Regions from separate parts of the Anas platyrhynchos genome. Here regions 2 and 3 are each linked to region 1. A link is a contact called in public Hi-C data. All regions are on one chromosome and are shown on one strand. The core of a region is the stretch at or near the end of the contact, and the rest is flanking DNA. Distances in the headings are between cores, read along the strand shown.

The links. A called contact is a pair of places that touch in the nucleus more often than the background predicts.
Region 2: a Hi-C map of skeletal muscle shows a contact between it and region 1, with 1.8 times the contacts expected there. The contact joins two enhancer-like sites. A contact is called at or near these places in 2 of 8 Hi-C or Micro-C datasets (skeletal muscle and subcutaneous adipose tissue).
Region 3: a Hi-C map of small yellow follicle shows a contact between it and region 1, with 2.7 times the contacts expected there. The contact joins two enhancer-like sites. A contact is called at or near these places in 3 of 8 Hi-C or Micro-C datasets (liver, skeletal muscle and small yellow follicle).

The regions. Positions count from the first base shown.
Region 1 is chr3:83,260,659-83,264,043 of IASCAAS_PekinDuck_T2T, reverse strand. It overlaps RARS2 (arginyl-tRNA synthetase 2, mitochondrial), which reads right to left. Exons shown (of 22, transcript XR_011808467.1): 8 at 1,407-1,483. Among named protein-coding and RNA genes, the nearest start is that of ORC3, 16 kb to the right of the region's middle. Within about 2 kb of position 1,878, at least 4 of the 8 cell types and tissues checked have an H3K27ac peak or open chromatin away from gene starts, as enhancers often do. A contact at or near this core is called in small yellow follicle, where this site is marked.
Region 2 is chr3:83,149,162-83,152,546 of IASCAAS_PekinDuck_T2T, reverse strand. No RefSeq gene overlaps it. Among named protein-coding and RNA genes, the nearest start is that of AKIRIN2, 39 kb to the left of the region's middle. Within about 2 kb of position 1,681, at least 2 of the 8 cell types and tissues checked have an H3K27ac peak or open chromatin away from gene starts, as enhancers often do.
Region 3 is chr3:83,168,788-83,172,172 of IASCAAS_PekinDuck_T2T, reverse strand. No RefSeq gene overlaps it. Among named protein-coding and RNA genes, the nearest start is that of AKIRIN2, 19 kb to the left of the region's middle. Within about 2 kb of position 1,647, at least 1 of the 8 cell types and tissues checked has an H3K27ac peak or open chromatin away from gene starts, as enhancers often do. A contact at or near this core is called in small yellow follicle, where this site is marked.

The DNA of each region.
Region 1 (3,385 bases), core at 629-3,128:
TAACATACATCAATGCATAACCACAAGAATGCGACTACTACTTTCTCTCTCTGGAAATCAGCCCTAAGGTTCTAAAACACATCCACGCTAATAATCTATCAATTTTCTTGAGCAGGCTTCATGGGTGAGGGAACGAGAAAACAAAACACTCCTATGTCAGAGAGGCTGGCAAACTCAGAAGAAGCTATTCTGCCACATAAACAACCTGCCTAATATGTATTCAGTTGTACAGTGCCCAAACATTCAACCACACTTTGTTCCTTTGCCAGTAAGCAGATTTATGTGAAAGGGTTAGCCCGATGTACTGCCTGAACACCTGCATTAGCAATAGTTCCCACATCCAGCTTGGAAAGTAAAGCTTAACTCAGCATCCTTGTGGCTGTTGGATTGGTACAACACACACTGTCAACCAAAGATAACTTAAAAGTATCAAAAGATTCACAAAAGCCTTTTTTTTTTTTTTTTAATTTGCCTATTGCACTGTTTGAAACAAGAAGTAACGTAGGAACTGGTAAAAAGGAAGAAATAAATACTGACTTATCTGGATGAACATCCAAAATCCTATCAGTTCTGTAAAAAGAAGACTTGTTAAACTATGACAGCCTGTGTGGAGACTCCAGGGAATTCGTTTGTCCCTGATGCACAGAAATGCAAACTGTGACACCTGCACTGTGTCGAGGCAGGCATGGTGGGCAACCAAGAGAGCACCCCCCTGCAATTAAACAGCTTTCTCTGCTGTTGGAAGGCTTTTCATTAACACCTGCCAACAGAAATTGCACCTTCTAATGGTCCTGGGTCTTACACACAGCTGAAAGAAAGAACAATCTGCAGGGCTGGAACAGCAGTCTGAAAAGTGACAGTCTCTTCTCCTTACCTGTATGTATGTTAAGGCTCCACAGTAGCTCCAAAACACCTCAAAGATAACCTGCCCCCAACCATCGTGAATTGTGTACTGAGCAATGGAAATGAAACATTACTTGTTCTAAAATACTGGCAACAAGAACATTTTTATACCACATATGCCACTTCTTTCAGTGTAACTGAACACAGCTTTGGTAACCAGCACACGACAGCATCAGACTTCCTTCCCACTGCAGTCACCAAAGCTGTGCTCGGAGGTCATCGCTGCCGAGTTAGGACAGCTGATACTGGTCAAGCTGTGGCAGTCGCAGCACCCCATGCAACCCGAGGACCCATTCAATTCCCTCCCTTAGGAGGTGTATTTTTCAGTCTAATGAAACCTGTCCCTGCTGTCACGGGCAGCTGTCTTTCAATGAAGTTGTTTAAATACAACATGATTGCACAAGTCCCTCGTGACCCTGCAGAGGCACCATCCTGTACAAAACTGACAGTGACATTAAATGGATTATCCTCTGAGGTACCCAAATGGTCTTCTCTGAACTTACCTCGAAAAGGTGCTGTAAAGGACTGGATTTTAGCTTCTCTTTATCGCCAAACTGTTGGAAACCAACACCCAGTAAACCTTGAAAAACAATTAAATACAGAGTTAGACAACAGCCCAGCCCAGAGTGTATTGTTTTGCTGATTAAGTTGTTTTAATAAGCAAGCCCTGTCGTAGCACTCTATGTAATAAGACAAATTGCCTAAATATCTAAACAATGTAATAAGTGCAGGCTATAAAGAGATCAAAAGCATAGCCTTTTATTCTGCTGTACGAAAAAAGCTTTAACAGCTAGAAATTAGTATAAAATACAATGTCAACTTTTCAATTCCTCATAAATGGAATTTCTTCCTAGACTTGCAGATAAAGTTATATTTTACACAGCGACCAGCTGAAAACACAAAGCCATACAGGGGAAACTGTCCAGCAAACAGAATAATCAACCCCCTTGTTTGGCTTCCTCCCTTAGCAGCATTATCACTTCAAGGACAGTAGAAACTGGGACACAACGCAGTTATTTCACATACCACTCATGCAGTACTCTGAAGGGAGCTTTTTGCTAAATGCTGAGAATGTGCAGCTTTTCTTCACATTATCTGATCTGGCTTCAGCACTTTCTGAAAGCCATCTGAAAGGGCAAGAAATTCAACCCCCCAACTGATTGTCTAAGTCAAAAGAGCCCATTAATTCATTCCGTAATCTAGCTTTATTAACCCCATAGCCTCTTGGATTATCTGAGGCTGCTTTTAAGGTCATCCCTTCCTTCTGAGCCAACAAGGACCTGGACTGATATAAAGACAGCATCTGAGGAATGCGGGCACCCCTTTGAAAGCCCTTAGCAGCTAAGCAAACAGCGCTATCTCCAGAACTTCCCTCCCGAAAACAACGACTGCGATAGAAGCTGTAGCAGATTTAGATAGGAAAAACAAGTTAGAGTTTAGGAAACAAAATGCGTCTGATCCTATTGAGAGGGTGTTTCTTTAAAGATAGCCGGCTCTATGGGCTTGGCTTCTTAATGATCTCTCTTAGTGTACCTACACACCCCACTTTTCCATGCTGCTTTCACAGTCCAACCCCCAGCAAGGCTTCCAGCTTTCATTCACCCCAAACACTTCCTTCCACATGTCTCTGTCTTCTCCTAAATATTTGTTATACTCCCCAATTACTGGCAAGACGTAGCACGAGCTGGGATTGAATTTGACCGAGATGTGCTGACTGGTGAGCTGACAGGCTGAGCTCAGAAGTTAACTTTCTCTCCCCGAAGGCACTACATTGTATTCCTACCCCTACACGTCCGCCAGCTGTCACAAAACTAGGAGAACTTTGTTCTCCGGGATATTTTTTGTCAGATCTGGCTGAGGTTGCCCAATGCATTCAGAATTTATTAAGAGCAGAGCGTCAGGAAGATGGATGGACTGACAGACGGAACGACTGCCTGAGATTTGTTACCTGAAGAAACCTGCCCCAAAACTGCTTCAAGCTTGAGGACTGCTCCGCCATTTTTCAGCAAAACACATTTTCAATTATTATTTTTTAGAGCCTTCAACAATGGGAGTTGTAATGGAAATGCTGACAGATTGTTAATTATAGCACCGCTTCTGGGAAAGGACTAATATACTAATATTCCTCTGCTATAATTCTGTGAAGCATGACTGTGTTATTTGTTATAAAGCCTGGCACATATTTGAGCTGAGCCAGCCCAAATAGAGAAGGGAGCACCCATCTGGAAAGCTACACTTGGGACTGCTCTGTCAGTGGTACCATTTTTAACAGCTGTGCTCTGGACAACAGGAATATAGGTAAATAACACACAGTCATCCTTATTCTTTCTAGAAACTTTGTGTTAAATTTCCTGGTATTCAGACTTACGAGTACCATTTATCTCCAACGAGTGAATGAGGTCAGCTGAGAAGCCCTTTGCCTTTTGCATTTTATTGCTTAATTGCCATTGCCACATTCATTATGCAAGCGCTGGTGATAAAA
Region 2 (3,385 bases), core at 432-2,931, 110 kb after region 1:
TTTATACTTAAAACATTTCAAGGCAAGATGATGTAAGTAATCATTCATTCTCTGAACACCAAGAGTATTTTGTGATTCTGTGATTTTCTTTTCCCATCTTTCGGCTGGTTTGAGGTCTGGAATATACAGACTATTCTATTGATATTCCTGTAGCACAAATTCAAGTGAATAACAAATACTTAACAAAGAAAACCAGCATGCCTCGAGTGACAGGATTAAGCTGAGGTCCTAATGCAGCAAAGCCTTTCTTAGCAGAACATCCCTAGAGTTGGGTGCTTCTTGGCACAAATGGAAATGAATGTCCAGAGCATTTCACTGTGAGATACTGAACCTAAGCCATGTGCTCTGTTATAGTTAAATCAATGTATTTTGTATGAAAACATGTTTATGAATTATCTGTCATTGGTTGGATGACAAGATCTACAAGCCAGGTTTTCACATTTATTTTTTTTCCCAATGCAAAACATCACTAGTTTGGTTCAACCTAGTACTTTCAGGTAGATTAATACGCTCCATGTGTACAAACAAGCTCATTAACATATGGTAGGCCAGATGATAAAAACGCAATACAAATGCAACCAGCTCCCTAGCATTCCTAGCATGGAGCAGCCCTAGTGTGTAGCATTCCTTGGCAAAACTCATGATGGTGGAGGTGATGTGGAGAGAGCTGTGACGATGTACAAAGCCTCAATTCCTCCTCCATGAATGCTTTCCTCCACTGTCTGTTAAACCACATGGCTAACTTTAATTAAAGAGGCAGACCTACTGCAATATAACCTCACATTTCCCAGTTAAAAGGGATGTATTTTGCTCACTAAACCATTTTTCTCTGTCCAAGAACACCAACCATGTGCTGCTGTTACCTGGGTGTTTGTGAAACATTTCCATAGCTCTCACACTGTATCTTAGTTGACAAGCTGTGTGTTGACGCAGCTGATGCCAAATTAAACCTTTGGGTTTGGGTCCTCTGTGTCCTACAATTTAGGCACTGCAATTGAGTTCAAGATGAACTCGGATGAGAATAAAGTTTGCGGCAGAACTCTCCCTATTGCAAGAACCTTGCAAGTGCGTTTGTAATTATTAGTCCATTACCGGAGACATTAGCACAGACATGATAAAAGGGATTTATTTTATTTTCCTGCCAGCCCATGTGTGTGCCTTAATTGCATATCGAAGATACTCTTAGAATCCTCTCTTTCATGTAAATATACTCAATGGTTAGTAAATATTAATGCTGCTCTCTGGCTCCAGCTGTGAGAAGATTTTATTGTTGTGTTAGAGGTTTTGATTAGCCTCCAAAAGGTTTCACAGTGTCTCCTCTATTTATCTGAAACATACAGAACTGCTGCAGGCAAGGGTTGCTACAAAGAAAATCGTACACTTTCTCCCATTGTTTTTAATTTTCTCTGTGCAAGTATAATTATTTCTGCCTGTTTAATGCTTCAGCATCACCCTCTGTGCAATTCCAAAGGCACGGGAGAAGCTGCCTGGTACCTTTTCGTTCCAGTTTTCAGCAGACGGTGCTGAAATAAAAGAAACATATGTCACGTCTTCCCATTATTCTGCCTAATTGTCACGGCGATTTACCCACGAGCTGACGTGATAGCCATAGAGGGAAACGGAGCAAGACCTTTTGCATAACTCAGGGCTCGAGGAAATCCTAGACGCAGACGTGAGGGGGCAGCTCGGTGTCTGACGGTCAGCACCGCGGGGCTCTCCCCGCTGAGATCAGCTGGTGAGTTCGGTGGCCTGTCTTGACCTCTCCTCATCCGGTTGAAGGAATGAAATCCTGCTCAGCTGTCCCTGCCATATCCCTTACAGCAGGCAACGTCTTCGCTGTGGAGCCATCCGAATTGCTGGGTGCTGGGTTGGTGTCCACCCATAAGAGCTGGTGTCCACCCCACACAGGGACCCCGGTGCTGCTGTGCCCATGCCAGTGCAGCTCTTGGCAGCTCTGGGTATACCCCAGGGCTCCCAAGTTTTTGCAGTGAGTGGGTTATCCTGAATTCCCACATTGCAAAGGGAAGAAAAATTGGTGCTGCACCCCTCCTGGCTCCAGAGGGGCTTTCTATGAGGGCACCAACTCAACCATCACGCACGTCCCTGCGGACAGGCCACTTGGTGGCAACAACTTTCCTGGTTGTTGTATTTACTGGTGGCTAGGTCTGGACTGAGGCAGTTGTCTGGAACTGAATTGCCAGTCCCCAGTGTGCTCCAGTCCCCTTTAACCCTCTGGATATTCATCCCACAGGCTTTTTGTCTTTCCAGAAATCAGTGGCGTATTGGTGGGGCTGATCTCTGTTAGTAACACTGCTCTCGCACGGAGGTCACCAGCCTCTCTAACATCCACGTCTGCTTTACATAAGCCTTCAATATAAAACCACAATAGCTGTGCATGCTGAAGGGCAAGTCTTGTTTGTGTTATGCAGGCATTACCACATTTTCAGCTGATCTTTTAAGTGGTTCTTAATAAAATTATTAGGCGACTGGAAAATTTTCAGTAACATTTTTAAATGCAGCCCAGCTTCACAATAATAAACTCAGCTTTTAACAACCCTCGTTTATAACAATTCCAACAGCAAGAACTAATTTTCTCTTTGGTAATGAGGACTATTAGAATGACTGTTCACACAGAGTGACCTGGATTCAATAGTCATGCTTTTTGCTATTTTCACAACACGCTGCGTTTAGCATGTAAAAACGTACAGCTTTCTGTCTTTGGAAATTGTTTAGAAACTTCTCTCTTTAGAAATTGTTTAAAGGTTGCTAAAATGAAAGCACAGAAGTAAAATACAGCGATGTCCTATGCAAATAACAGGTTTCCTCATTATTCTGATCTGGGAAATTGTTGAACCCCGCTATGATGTGTACTTTCACAAAGGGAGCATTCATCTCATTCCCACCGGGGTTTGTTATGGTGAGATTACACCACTTTAGCTTTCAGTGTGGGGAAAGGACATGATTATTTTAGTGTTGATAGCATTTATCATTCCACGGGCCTGCTGGCTCTAGCTTGCAGAGCTGGAAGGTACTGTCTGCTGAAAGCCCGGGTGAAACTCAGATGAATTCCTATTTATTGAGGTGCTCGAGCAGTTCCCACCAAGCCTTGTCCATCAGAACGGGGACAGGGTCACCACGGTGTCTCTGCTGCTCTTCCTCAGTGACCTGCTGGTGGCTCAGGAGCAAGGCTGAGCTGGCTGGGAGCTGCAGGACCAGGCTGGTGCTGCTCATCCAGGTCCATCCTCCAGCCAGCTGTGAGCACACATCCTTCACTGGCAGTTCTCAGGGAAGAGCCCTGCGTGTACCTTCTTTCTGCTGAGCGGGACATCTCATCCAAGAAAAGGTAAGTTTGGGCCTATTGCCCTCTTGTGGCTGCCCAAAAGAG
Region 3 (3,385 bases), core at 398-2,897, 92 kb after region 1:
AGACAGAAATAGAACAGAGAGGTGATTTCAAAAATGGAGATGATGCATGTAGTTCCTGAAACTAGAGATTTCTTCCAATGGCTCTTCAGGGAGAGAAGAATCTGCTCAAATTATCCCAAAGAGAGATTACAACTCCAGTGATTAAACTCCTTGGGGCAGTAATGCACCTAACAAGGCTGATGCCTGCAAGGGATGCTTAGTTTCAAGCACAGTTCCAAAGGGAGAAAAGGTCTTCCTGCCAAATCTGAGTGGTTTTCTAGGCTGAAATGTTTGCTGATGACTTTTATGTGTGAATAGGTCATGTCAGCGAGCTATCTTGCTCAAACAATCTCAGTTACATTGGTTTTATTGCTAACTCCTTCTGACAGCCTTTTGGAGAGAGGAGAGGACTCATGAATGCAGAAGTACATCTTCATTACTTATTTCTTTTCCTTTTTACCAGCACATGAATCTAAAATGGCCTTGCTGCCCTCTTACCGTAACTTAATTGCATGGATCGGAATTTAATTCATATTAATTTTCTGGCCCTAAATGTTTGAAGTCCAGAGCTAATCCAAAGAATCATTTTATTTCATTAAGGCCTCATTTTCCCCACTGGTTCTTACTCTCTGTGCCATGAATGTTTTGTGACGATCTTTATTTTAGCCATTTAGAGACAGACATCTGAGCTATTCTTAGGGAAGTAAAATGGTTTCTGGTAGTCAGCGCTTGCAATTTTTTGGAATAACACAATTTGTAGCACAGAAAATTCAGAAAGGCTGGGAGATCACCAGGGAGTTGATTACAGGGCGGTGGCATTATCCTGATTCTTCCATGTTGTAACGCAGGAGATCCAGCTTGTGACAACCCCAAACCACACCGAAGCCTTGGGCCCTGACAAAACCCATCTCCCTGTGTGCTCAGGGTGATCGGTGCATCCCCACTGATGTTAACTCCGGTTCAAAAGAGGGCAAGAGCTTCCAGCCCGATGCACAGGTCTGCAGGGCACGTCTGGGTGCATGTGGCATCACCACCAAGCAGAGGCTGTCACCCAGGGCCCTGCATTTGGAAGAGCGTTGTAGCAGTGCCACCAACAAGGCTGCTGGGGACAGCCACGTCCCTGCAGTGCTCTTGGGGTACCTCAGCTCTCACTTAAGCAACTGAGCGAACATCCAGGAAGAGAGAAGGGTGCTGTCCTGCATGCATCACTTCCTATACTTTGCCCAGTCTCTAATCTGCAGCTGCTGTGGACTTTCAGCACAGAGCTGCTTTGTCTGAATAAGCAGCAACGGCATCTAAAGAAGCAATAGATTTGGAAACCGAGACAACTGGAGCAATCACACTTTGATCTCTGGCAAAGCCCAGGGGCTTGATTGTTTTCCAGTGGAAGGAGCCGAGATAAATGAGTTTTCGGGAGTAGGGAACTCGAGGAGTTGAGGCTGGAGGTGGATTAGAGCGAAGGGTTAGGGGGTGCACCCTCTGCCGAGGATAATGAGGGCAGTCACCAGCGAGCCGCAGGGTCCTCTCACTCCCTGGCACTCCACGGGGCTCACACGAATTTCGGAGGAGCTGGCAGGAATGTTTCTTTCCACAGACCTCTGCCACCTCCTTGGAAGTCGATCAAACCCGTTTTATTAAAACCTCCCATTTGACTCCTCGTGTTTTTATACTGATTAAGAACCCTGCCTTGGCCAACTGAACAAGGGGACTGATTGTAGCTCAGCTGCTTCGTGCTGGAAAAGCTTTGATCGGGCTGAGTGGGAGTTTATGTTTAAGGTACTGTATAAAATGAATTTTGGTGATAAGCTTATAAACTGAATTTGAACCTTGCTGGGCTCCAGAGAGAAGGAATAAACAACTCGATTTATATTCTCCACAGATACACACCGAGATGTCCCTTTGACCTTCAGTTATTTTCCTTGGGGGGTCAAACTGTTTCTTAAACTGTTTGAAATTATTTGTCCAGATTAGCTGTCCATGCTGAAGATGGAGAGCTTTCAGGGTGGCTCCCAAGAGCCCTGAAGCCAACTATAATGAATGAGTTTGGTGTTTTACTCTGAGGAGAAAAAAAAAAAAAAAAAAAAAAAGAGCTGAATGAATTACAGAGCTGCCAAATAGCCCTGGTTCATTCACACAAACTTGAGGATAATGCGCTTCTCCCGATCCCAACACGATAGCATTAGAATAGCCTATTTCAAGGGCATTCATGTCTGACATCTTCTCTCCCTCATTACTCACCAGCCTCTATCGTTGTACGCAGCAGTGAGCTGCAATTAGAAGGTGCTGGGATCTGACACGAAACCCCGAGGAGCATGTAGGGTTCGTCTCCCATTGATGCTGAAGCTGGGGACCAAACCTGAAGCGGATCCAAGTGGAAGCGAGGTCAGATGGGCTGCCTGGGAGAGATTTGCTTTGGAAGAAGAGGTTGTGATCTCTCTGGACAAATGTCTATGCATTTTATCAGAGAAGTCATCCAGCTGATGTGCAAGCCCTACAGCTGTAGGAAAAGAAAGTTTAGTTTGTGTTTTCTTGACGCAGAGGGCTAGAAGCGAGAAGCCCAAGGTTAGGCTCAGTGATGGCTTTCTGCATACCTGTCTGAGACACCACAGCACCCTGAGCTTCCACAGCCATTCCCCCTTCCCTGCGTCAAAATTAGTCTGCTCCATTTATCATAATAAAGGGAACATTTTTTTAAACCTGGCTCACAGTTCATGCCCCGTGCCTGTGTATCTGCCTCTTTGTTCCTCCCAGTGACTTGTGACCCTGATGCCCAGCTCCAGCCAAGAGTCACTGAAGTGTAGAGGTTTCGGTAACATCAAAGTTAAATCAAATTTCCAGAAAACTGGGAACTGAGTAGAGGAGAGTGAGTAATGCTTCAAATATTACCTCTGCTGAAAGAGAAGTCTTGCTGGATCCCAGAGGATCCCAGTGGGGAAGAGGAAAGGGGGACAGAGAGACACGTAAGAAATCAGGCCTTATTTGTTCATTCTGTTGTGCATGGTCAATGTGGGTTTTGGTTTTGATTTCTCATCAAAACCTAGTTATCTAAAGCTTTCTGGGGATTTGAAGTGTAAGTGGGTATACCAGCAACCAAAAACTCCTCCCATTAGTCCTCATTTGCTCTCAGCAGGGTGCCCAGAGGGGATCAGAGCTCACTCAGTGTTGACTCTGCACTCTGACGGGACTGAAGTATAGGCAGCAGAAACACTGAACATACCCAGGGAGCAGGACTAGTGGAAGCTGGAACAGACCCATTAATCAACCAGTCTCACCGTACGCTAAGGGATCGCAATAATGCAAGAGGCAGATTGCAAAGCCTAATTTGTGATCTGGGACCCTGTTCTTCGGGATAAAGTTCTTCTGCTTCTAACCTACCCCGCTGGCTCTGTTTGTATACAAGTAACTA